Regions from separate parts of the Sus scrofa genome. Here region 1 is linked to region 2. The links are chromatin contacts, called in public HiChIP or PLAC-seq maps. All regions are on one chromosome and are shown on one strand. The core of a region is the stretch at or near the end of the contact, and the rest is flanking DNA. Distances in the headings are between cores, read along the strand shown.

Region 1 (4,032 bases), core at 144-2,643, 230 kb before region 2:
ATTTCCTATAAGTGGAGTCATACCATACACGATCTTTTATGTCTGGCTTTGCTTTCACTTAGCGTTTTCAAGGTTTATCCATGTTGTTGCATGGATCAGTCCTTGATTACTTTTTACAGCTGACTATTCCATTGTATGTGTAGGCCTGGTTTTATTTATTCATCAGTTGATGGATATTTAAATTATCCCACTTTTTGGCTCTATGAATAAAGCTGCTGTGAACATTCATGTACGAGTTTTTGTTTGAACATACATTTTCTTTTTTTTTTTTTTTTTTTTTTGTCTTTTTGTCTTTTGTCTTTTTGTTGTTGTTGTTGTTGCTATTTCTTGGGCCGCTCCCGCAGCATATGGAGGTTCCCAGGCCAGGGTTGAATCGGAGCTGTAGCCCCCAGCCTACGCCAGAGCCACAGCAACGCGGGATCCGAGCCGCGTCTGCAACCTACACCACAGCTCACGGCAACGCCGGATCGTTAACCCACTGAGCAAGGGCAGGGACCGAACCCGCAACCTCATGGTTCCTAGTCGGATTCGTTAACTACTGCGCCACGACGGGAATTCCTGAACATACATTTTCAATTCTCCTGGGAGTATATACCTAAGAGTAGAATTGTGGGCTCACATGGTAATTATTTCCATGCTTAATTTTTTGAGGAACCCTCCCTTCACTTTTAATACGATGTAAAGTGCCTGGCTTATGATAATCATTCAGTAGACGCTGGCTTTTTTTATTACTGTTATTATGCCTGGCCTATCAAATGGTACAGAGTTGTTCCAACAGGTCTATCCTTTGTTTTTTTCTCTTAAATCCTGTAGGTAAATGCAGAAATACATTCTATCGGTGGTTCTATTCTTGGCATTTATTTTCATCTCTGGTATAGATATTCAGCTTCTTCTAGGTATTGTAATGCCTAGGAAACTGAGGAAGGGCAGTGATATCATGAAATGGAAAGCTACAGGCAACAAGCAAATAATCCAATGGAGTAAAATAATATATTCTTACCCAGGAGGGTCAGGGGGACCTGAGGGTTTCCTCTTCCTTTTAACTTGTTGCTACCAGTCCTCCTTGGGCCTTGGATAAAGAAACCACGGGCTGGACCATTGAGAATGTCTGTGACTGCTGAAATAGACACTATCTTGAGAATCTTTTCTAAAATACGCTGCCTTGTGAGAGAATGAGCCCTTGTTCTCCGTGGCATTGTAGGAGCAGGCAGCAAGTGAGAGCATCTTAGATCTCGGGGAAAAGTCTCCTTTTCTGTGAAACTTTAATTAACCCAGCAAGGCAAATGAGATTCTGCTCTTCGTCTTCTTTGGCTTATTGAGTCATTACATATGTGCCACTTAACCCCAGAGAGGAGTAGTAACCTTATGAATCAGTGTGTCGATCCCACAGCTACAGTGTGAGGCATCCATGAAGCTTACTTAGTCATTCTCACAAATATTCCTTCCAGAGTGCCCCCACTTTCTTCACACAAATGAGCAATGATTCAGAGCTTCAGAAAAATGAAAAGAATAATTTCTCTTTTCAAACACTTGTGCTAATAATAGTTATGTGAGTTTGTACTCCATGTTGTGCTGATTAATGCCTGTGGCCTCTTGACAAGGATTGACAACTCTGAATGAATCTGCTGTCAAATGCATATCACTGACGTTTCAATGAGGGGGAAAATATGATTCGTAGTCACGTGTAGTACTGCACAAATGCGACCCTTCTTTACACATTAAAAAGGTATTAAATGTGGCAGTACTTGAAAATTCAAGATTTTTTTAAGCAAATGAACTAAGATTTTAGAGGAAATTTTTTTCTCCAAAAGGATACCAGAGTGTCTTGTAAAATATAGCTTATATGAAACTTTGGGCTTTCCTCAAAGTCAGTGAGTCTTCTCTTGGAAGAAGACTGTCCTCCTGTCCCAGGAGATCCGTCTTCAGGATTAACCAGTCTAGGTTCCACTTGAAGTGCACTCCCTTGTAGCTGACCTCGCCCTTTCAATCTTCAATTTTAGTCAAAATATGTGTAGCTAAGTAGTCCTGACTTGAAATAAGTCCTGTCCTTGTATCGAAGCTCATATTGTTTACTTACTTTGGCTATTTTCATTCTATTTTCAGATTAATGACAAATGTGTCTATTGGGTCTCTTTCTGAGCTGTAACTAGACATGTCGGGGGGCCTTTGGTAACAGTCCTCACCAAAGCTAAGGCAGAGACGTGGAAAGATTCACACCTCTGTCTGGGAGACCTAACACTGGTCTGCTGACTCGTTTGTTTCTTTTTTGATGGCGTGATAGGTCTCCACACCCTGGCATCCTCCTACTGTGCTCCTGGGTCATTCGCAAGAGGTCACATCTGTGTGCTGGTGTCCATCAGACTTCACAAAGGTTTGTAAATGAATCTCTGTAGTTGGTTTAAAAAGTAGATCACAGATTTGGAGGTTGAGAGTTAATACAGACTTTTATCTTTAAGTACACATTTAAAAGATCTTGAGGCTGTCTAGGATCTGCATCATCATTAATCACACATATTCTATTTTTTTCTGCCGATACAGATAATGTATTACACACTAAGGAGTAAGGATGCATTTCTTTTCTCCCTAGTCATTTTGTCCCTAAACATAGAATTAAGTTTCTAATGTTATTAAAAATTTATCTTAAAATTGAAGGTAAAAAGAAAATCTAAGATGAAAACTAGTCTTGAACGTCTACATATTATCAGTGTGGTGTATCAAAGGCAACATCTTGACTGGTCGTCATAGTTCAGTTTGGGTTTTCACATGCCTGAAAAATGCTTACTGTGAAATCTTAATACGTTAGGTTGTAAGAGTAGCCCAAGCTCCACTCACTTACCCAAAACCTACTGCCTTTGCTCTTTGGGTTTTCTGGGTTTAACAAGAAATGTCTGTTCTGTGGAGATCTCCTTTTCACCAATTACATTTTGAAACTTTGTTGCCTTTTGTTCCCATCTGTTTGGTTTGTTTGGGGGTTTTCTTTGGGTTTTTTTTGTTTTTTGTTTTTTGTTTGCTTTTTTTTTTTTTTAGGGCAGCACCCGTGGCAATATGGAGGGTCTCAGGCTGGGGGTCGAATCAGAGCTGTAGCTTCTGGCCTACTCTATAGCCACAGCAATGCCAGATCCTTAACCCACTAATCGAGGCCAGGGGTCAAACCTGCATCCTCATAGATCCTAGTTAGATTCATTTTCACTGAACCACGATGGGAACTCCCCATCTGGTTTTTTTTTTTAATCTTCCAGAATCTTCTCATCATCTGATTTACTCATGATATCCTTGCTAGCTTTCCAGTACTGCTGTGAATTTCTTTTTATTTCTATATCCCTATACCACTTCCATGATGAGTTTCATGATAGACCTTTTTTGAAATCATTACTTAAATCACCAGTAATTAAACCCCAATGGCATTTTTTCTCTCAGATTCCATGTAATTTCCATGAAATATCTTCTTTTAACCTAGAATTTTGTATCTTCATAAAACTTACTAAGATGAAATTTTTTTTAATTATTCACTTAATTATGTCATCTTTTTCCATCCATCACGTACTGTCTTTATCTTTATGCACAGAAAAAGGAAATGGCAGGGTTTTTTACCCATTCTAATTTTTTTTTTAAGATTTTTTTAATAAATAATTTTGTCCATAGCCTGGAATTAGGAAAGTAAAGTACCACTTAAAAAAGAGAGATTTCGACTGAAATTGGAAAAACTTGGATTTAAATTCTAGCTCTGCCACTTAGTTGTGGTGACCTTGAGCAAATAACTTTATTCTCACTTTATGGATGAGGTTATTTGGGTATAAGGCTTTTTATATTGTGAAAATTAAATAAGATAAAGAATGTAGATTTTCTGACACTCGGACTTAGTAGTTAGTTGTTATGTAAATAATAACTTGTTAATAGACCATAGAGTAACTGGGGATTCCAGGCATTTCTTGTTGAGCTGTTAAATATGTGTGTCTTCTTTTGGCCTCCCAGTAAGGAAAGGAAAAAGCTGCCAGTCTCTTGGGGGCCAAAACTTAAGAGAACGTGTGTTCT
Region 2 (3,568 bases), core at 373-2,872:
ATGTTGAAATTATTCTGGCTCCTTTCTGTGACATTGGTTACCAAAAAAACAAAAAAAAAAAAACAAAAAAAAAACTGTGTGTTTTCAAAAAACGTCAGAACTATACTCAAAGGAAAAAAAATTGTACTGTATATGAAATTTTTAAAAAACTAAACTACTGAAATTAAAACCATGTTGCTGGGTCAAAGAATCCATGAAAATTTTAATATATTCTAAGTTGCCTTTCAAAAAGTTAGAACAATTCTGTATTCCAGTCCAGAGTTTGAAGGTGCCTGTTTCCCCTTATCAGCCAGGGCTGAATGTTGTTTTAATTTTTTGCTAGTCTAGTAGGTATGAAATATTATTTTAATTGCCTTTTAAAAATTATTATAGCCATCCTTCTGCATGGTTATTGGTCATTTATATTTACGTGTCCTTTGCCTACTTTTAAGGCTTTTCCTATTATATTTTACAAATTTTTTGTATTCATTTGGAGTTTTTTTCACTTTGAATATACTGTTTTTAATCTTTGCCTTTTTAAAGAACTAAAAAAAAATTTATGTAGGGGTATCTGTTCAGCATTAAGGCTTCTGGTCTTGTTGTGCTAGGTAAAATCCTTCTAACCTTTGAGATTATAAAACTAATTCTAGTTATACTCTAGTTACTTTACAGATTTAGTTTTTATGTGTTAAAACTTTATTCCATCTATAATAGTTTCCTAGAGCTGACGTGACAAATTACCTTGGTGGCTTAAAATAACAAATTTATTCTCTCAGAGTTCTGAAGGTCAGAGGTCCAGAATCAAGGTGGGCAGGGCTGCACTCCCTCCAGATGCTCTAGGGGAGATACTGTTCCTTGCCTCTTCCAGTTTCTGGTGTCTCAGGGTGTCCTGGGCTTGTGGCTGCATCACTGCAATCTCATGTTGCTGCCCCTTCTGTCTTTCCTCTGTGTTCTCTTACAAGCATACTTGTCATTGGATTTAGGGCCCATCCACATAACCCAGGATGATTTCATCTTGAGATCCTTAATTTTCTCTGGAAGACCCATTTTCCAAATAAGTCACATTCATAGATTTCAGAGATTAGGACATGGACATATCTGTTTGAGGGCCAGCATTCAACCCACTACACCATTTGAAATTGAAATTTTTCAGTATGACAGAAGTATGGAACTGTATTATTTTTCTGTTGCTGGCATAACAAAATTATCACAAAATTGAGTTGCTTAAAACAACAACCGTTTATTATCTCAGTTTCTGTGAATCAGGAATCCAGGCATGGCTTAGCTGGGTCCTTTGCCTCAGGGTCTCTCACAAGGCTAAAGTCAAGGCATCAGCAAGGGAATGGAGTTGCATATAAGGCTCAGATGAGAAAGGACCTGCTTCTGGGTTCACATGATTGCTGGTGGTAGAATTCGGTTCTTCAGGGTTCCTAGCTGGCTGTTAGCCTGAGGCCACCATCAATTCCTTATTACTTGGGCCTCTCCAACATAGCAGCTTGCAAGACAAGAAAGCCCTAGAGAGTCTACTGCTAAGATGGAAGTCACAGTGTTTTGTCACTTTGTCATAGAAGTGACATTCTGTCCCTTTCGCCACAGTCTGATTGTTAGAAGCAAGTCACTAGACCAGTCCACACTTAAGGGGAGGGCTTGACTACACAAGAGTGTGAATTCAGGAAGTAAGGATCACAGGAGATCATTTCAGAAGTCTGCCTGCCAGAGGAACTACACTTTTTTCCTTCCAACCAATGAGCCACCAGTTCACGTACCCACCAATTCAGCTGTTTCTCATGGAACTGAAATGCCACCTTTGTCATATATTAAACCTCATATGTATTTCTGTCTGTCTGGATACTCCTGTTATATATCTTTTCTGTCACTTTCCATGCTGCTATCATATTGTTTTAATTACTGATCTCAGTAGTACAGGTTCCATTCCATTAATTTTATCCTCCTCCCCCTTAAAAAATTTTTGGCTGTTTACTTAACATTTATGGATTTCGAAATACCTGTTTATAGTTTCATAAAATAACTCAGTTGGTATTTGACTGAAATTGTATTACTTGTATAGATTTAGTATTGGAGGAAATATATGTACAATACTGGTTCATCTCATCTATTTTTAGTCTTTCATGATATTCAGGCAATTTTTATAGGTTTTTTCATATAAATTGTAAACATTTCTTACGAATTGTATTATCTGCATTAGTTTTTTGTTATGAAAGATATCTTATTTTCATAATTATTACTGATACTTTGCCTCAAATTTTTTCTATACTTGTCTTTTATATGGCCACATATTGAATTTTCATACTCATTTTAGTATTTTTTAGTTTTTTAATATTTAGGGGGTATATAATTATAATCTTAGACAAATAAGTATAATTCTGGTATTCCTTTCCAACATTTTTCATCAGATCCTTTTCATCTTACTGGACTGACTCCAGAATAGTGTTCTTCCCAATTTTAGTCTGGACGAGTGTTCTTCAGTACTGGACAAGACCAATAACTAAAATTACCTAAAAGGCCGTCAAAGATTTATTTGCACAAAAGCAGCAGGTCCAGTTGGTTTTACTGCCTGTTTCCAAGAAATCAATTTATATAAGTTGATTGCTGATAGTTTCTGATAAATTCTTAGCTCTGGCTTACTAAACTTTTATCAGAATATATAGTTAATCAAAAAAATCAAATAACTGGAGTTCCCGTCATGGCGCAGTGGTTAACGAATCTGACTAGGAACCATGAGGTTGTGGGTTCGATCCCTGGCCTTGCTCAGTGGGTTAAGGATCCGGCGTTGCCATGAGCTGTGGTGTAGGTTGCAGACGTGCCTCGGATCCCGCATTGCTGTGGCTCTGGCGTAGGCCGGTGGCTACAGCTCTAATTAGACCCCTAGCCTGGGAGCCTCCATATGCCACAGGAGCGGCCCAAGAAATGTGAAAAAGACAAAAAAAAAAAAAAATCAAATAACTGTGCAAAATCTTTTGCAATGATCATATAGTTCGGTTTTTCTTTTTTTGGGGGGGGGGCCTGCACCCACGGCATATGGAAATTCCCATGCTAGGGGTCCAATTAGAGCTGTAGCTGCTGGCCTAGTCATAGCCGTAGCCATAGCAACACTGGCTCCAAGCCGCGTCAGCGACCTACACCAGAACTCACGGCAATGCCGGATCCATAACCCACTGAGCAGGACCAAGGATTGAACGACCCTCATCCTCATGGGCACTAGTCATATTTGTTTCCACTGAACCATGGTGGCAACTCTGATCATAAGAGTTTTTCTCCTCCCTTTTAACCTATAACTGTAATGAGTTGAAACATCCTAGAATTTCAGGAATTAGTTATTGGGCAGGTAGTTAATGTTCTGTTAATATACTGTTGTATTCTGTGTAATACAAATTTTGTAACTATGTTTACTTAAATTCATGATCCCTTGTTTTCTTGTGTTTGGGTTATCAAGATTGTGCTAGCCGTGAAATAGAGAACCTTCTGGCTTGAGTGCTTCATCATGGTTTAAGTAACAGGAATCATCTGTTCCTTAATTTCTAAAATAACCTTCCCCCAACCCCACCAAGTCATTATCTCATATTTTCCC

The links. HiChIP or PLAC-seq counts read pairs in DNA pulled down with a chosen protein or histone mark.
Region 1: a contact with region 2 is called in an H3K27ac HiChIP or PLAC-seq map of alveolar macrophages. The contact joins two enhancer-like sites. A contact is called at or near these places in 2 of 47 Hi-C or Micro-C datasets (epiblast stem cells and skeletal muscle) and 1 of 2 datasets of contacts at active chromatin or transcription factors (alveolar macrophages).

What each region holds. Positions count from the first base shown.
Region 1 is chr9:131,240,947-131,244,978 of Sscrofa11.1, reverse strand. It overlaps DTL (denticleless protein homolog), which reads left to right. Exons shown (of 16, transcript XM_013979970.2): 12 at 2,282-2,371. Among named protein-coding and RNA genes, the nearest start is that of DTL, 32 kb to the left of the region's middle. Within about 2 kb of position 1,393, at least 4 of the 83 cell types and tissues checked have an H3K27ac peak or open chromatin away from gene starts, as enhancers often do. A contact at or near this core is called in alveolar macrophages, where this site is marked.
Region 2 is chr9:131,008,230-131,011,797 of Sscrofa11.1, reverse strand. All of the region lies in intron 8 of PPP2R5A (protein phosphatase 2 regulatory subunit B'alpha), which reads left to right. Among named protein-coding and RNA genes, the nearest start is that of TMEM206, 42 kb to the right of the region's middle. Within about 2 kb of position 1,622, at least 1 of the 83 cell types and tissues checked has an H3K27ac peak or open chromatin away from gene starts, as enhancers often do. A contact at or near this core is called in alveolar macrophages, where this site is marked.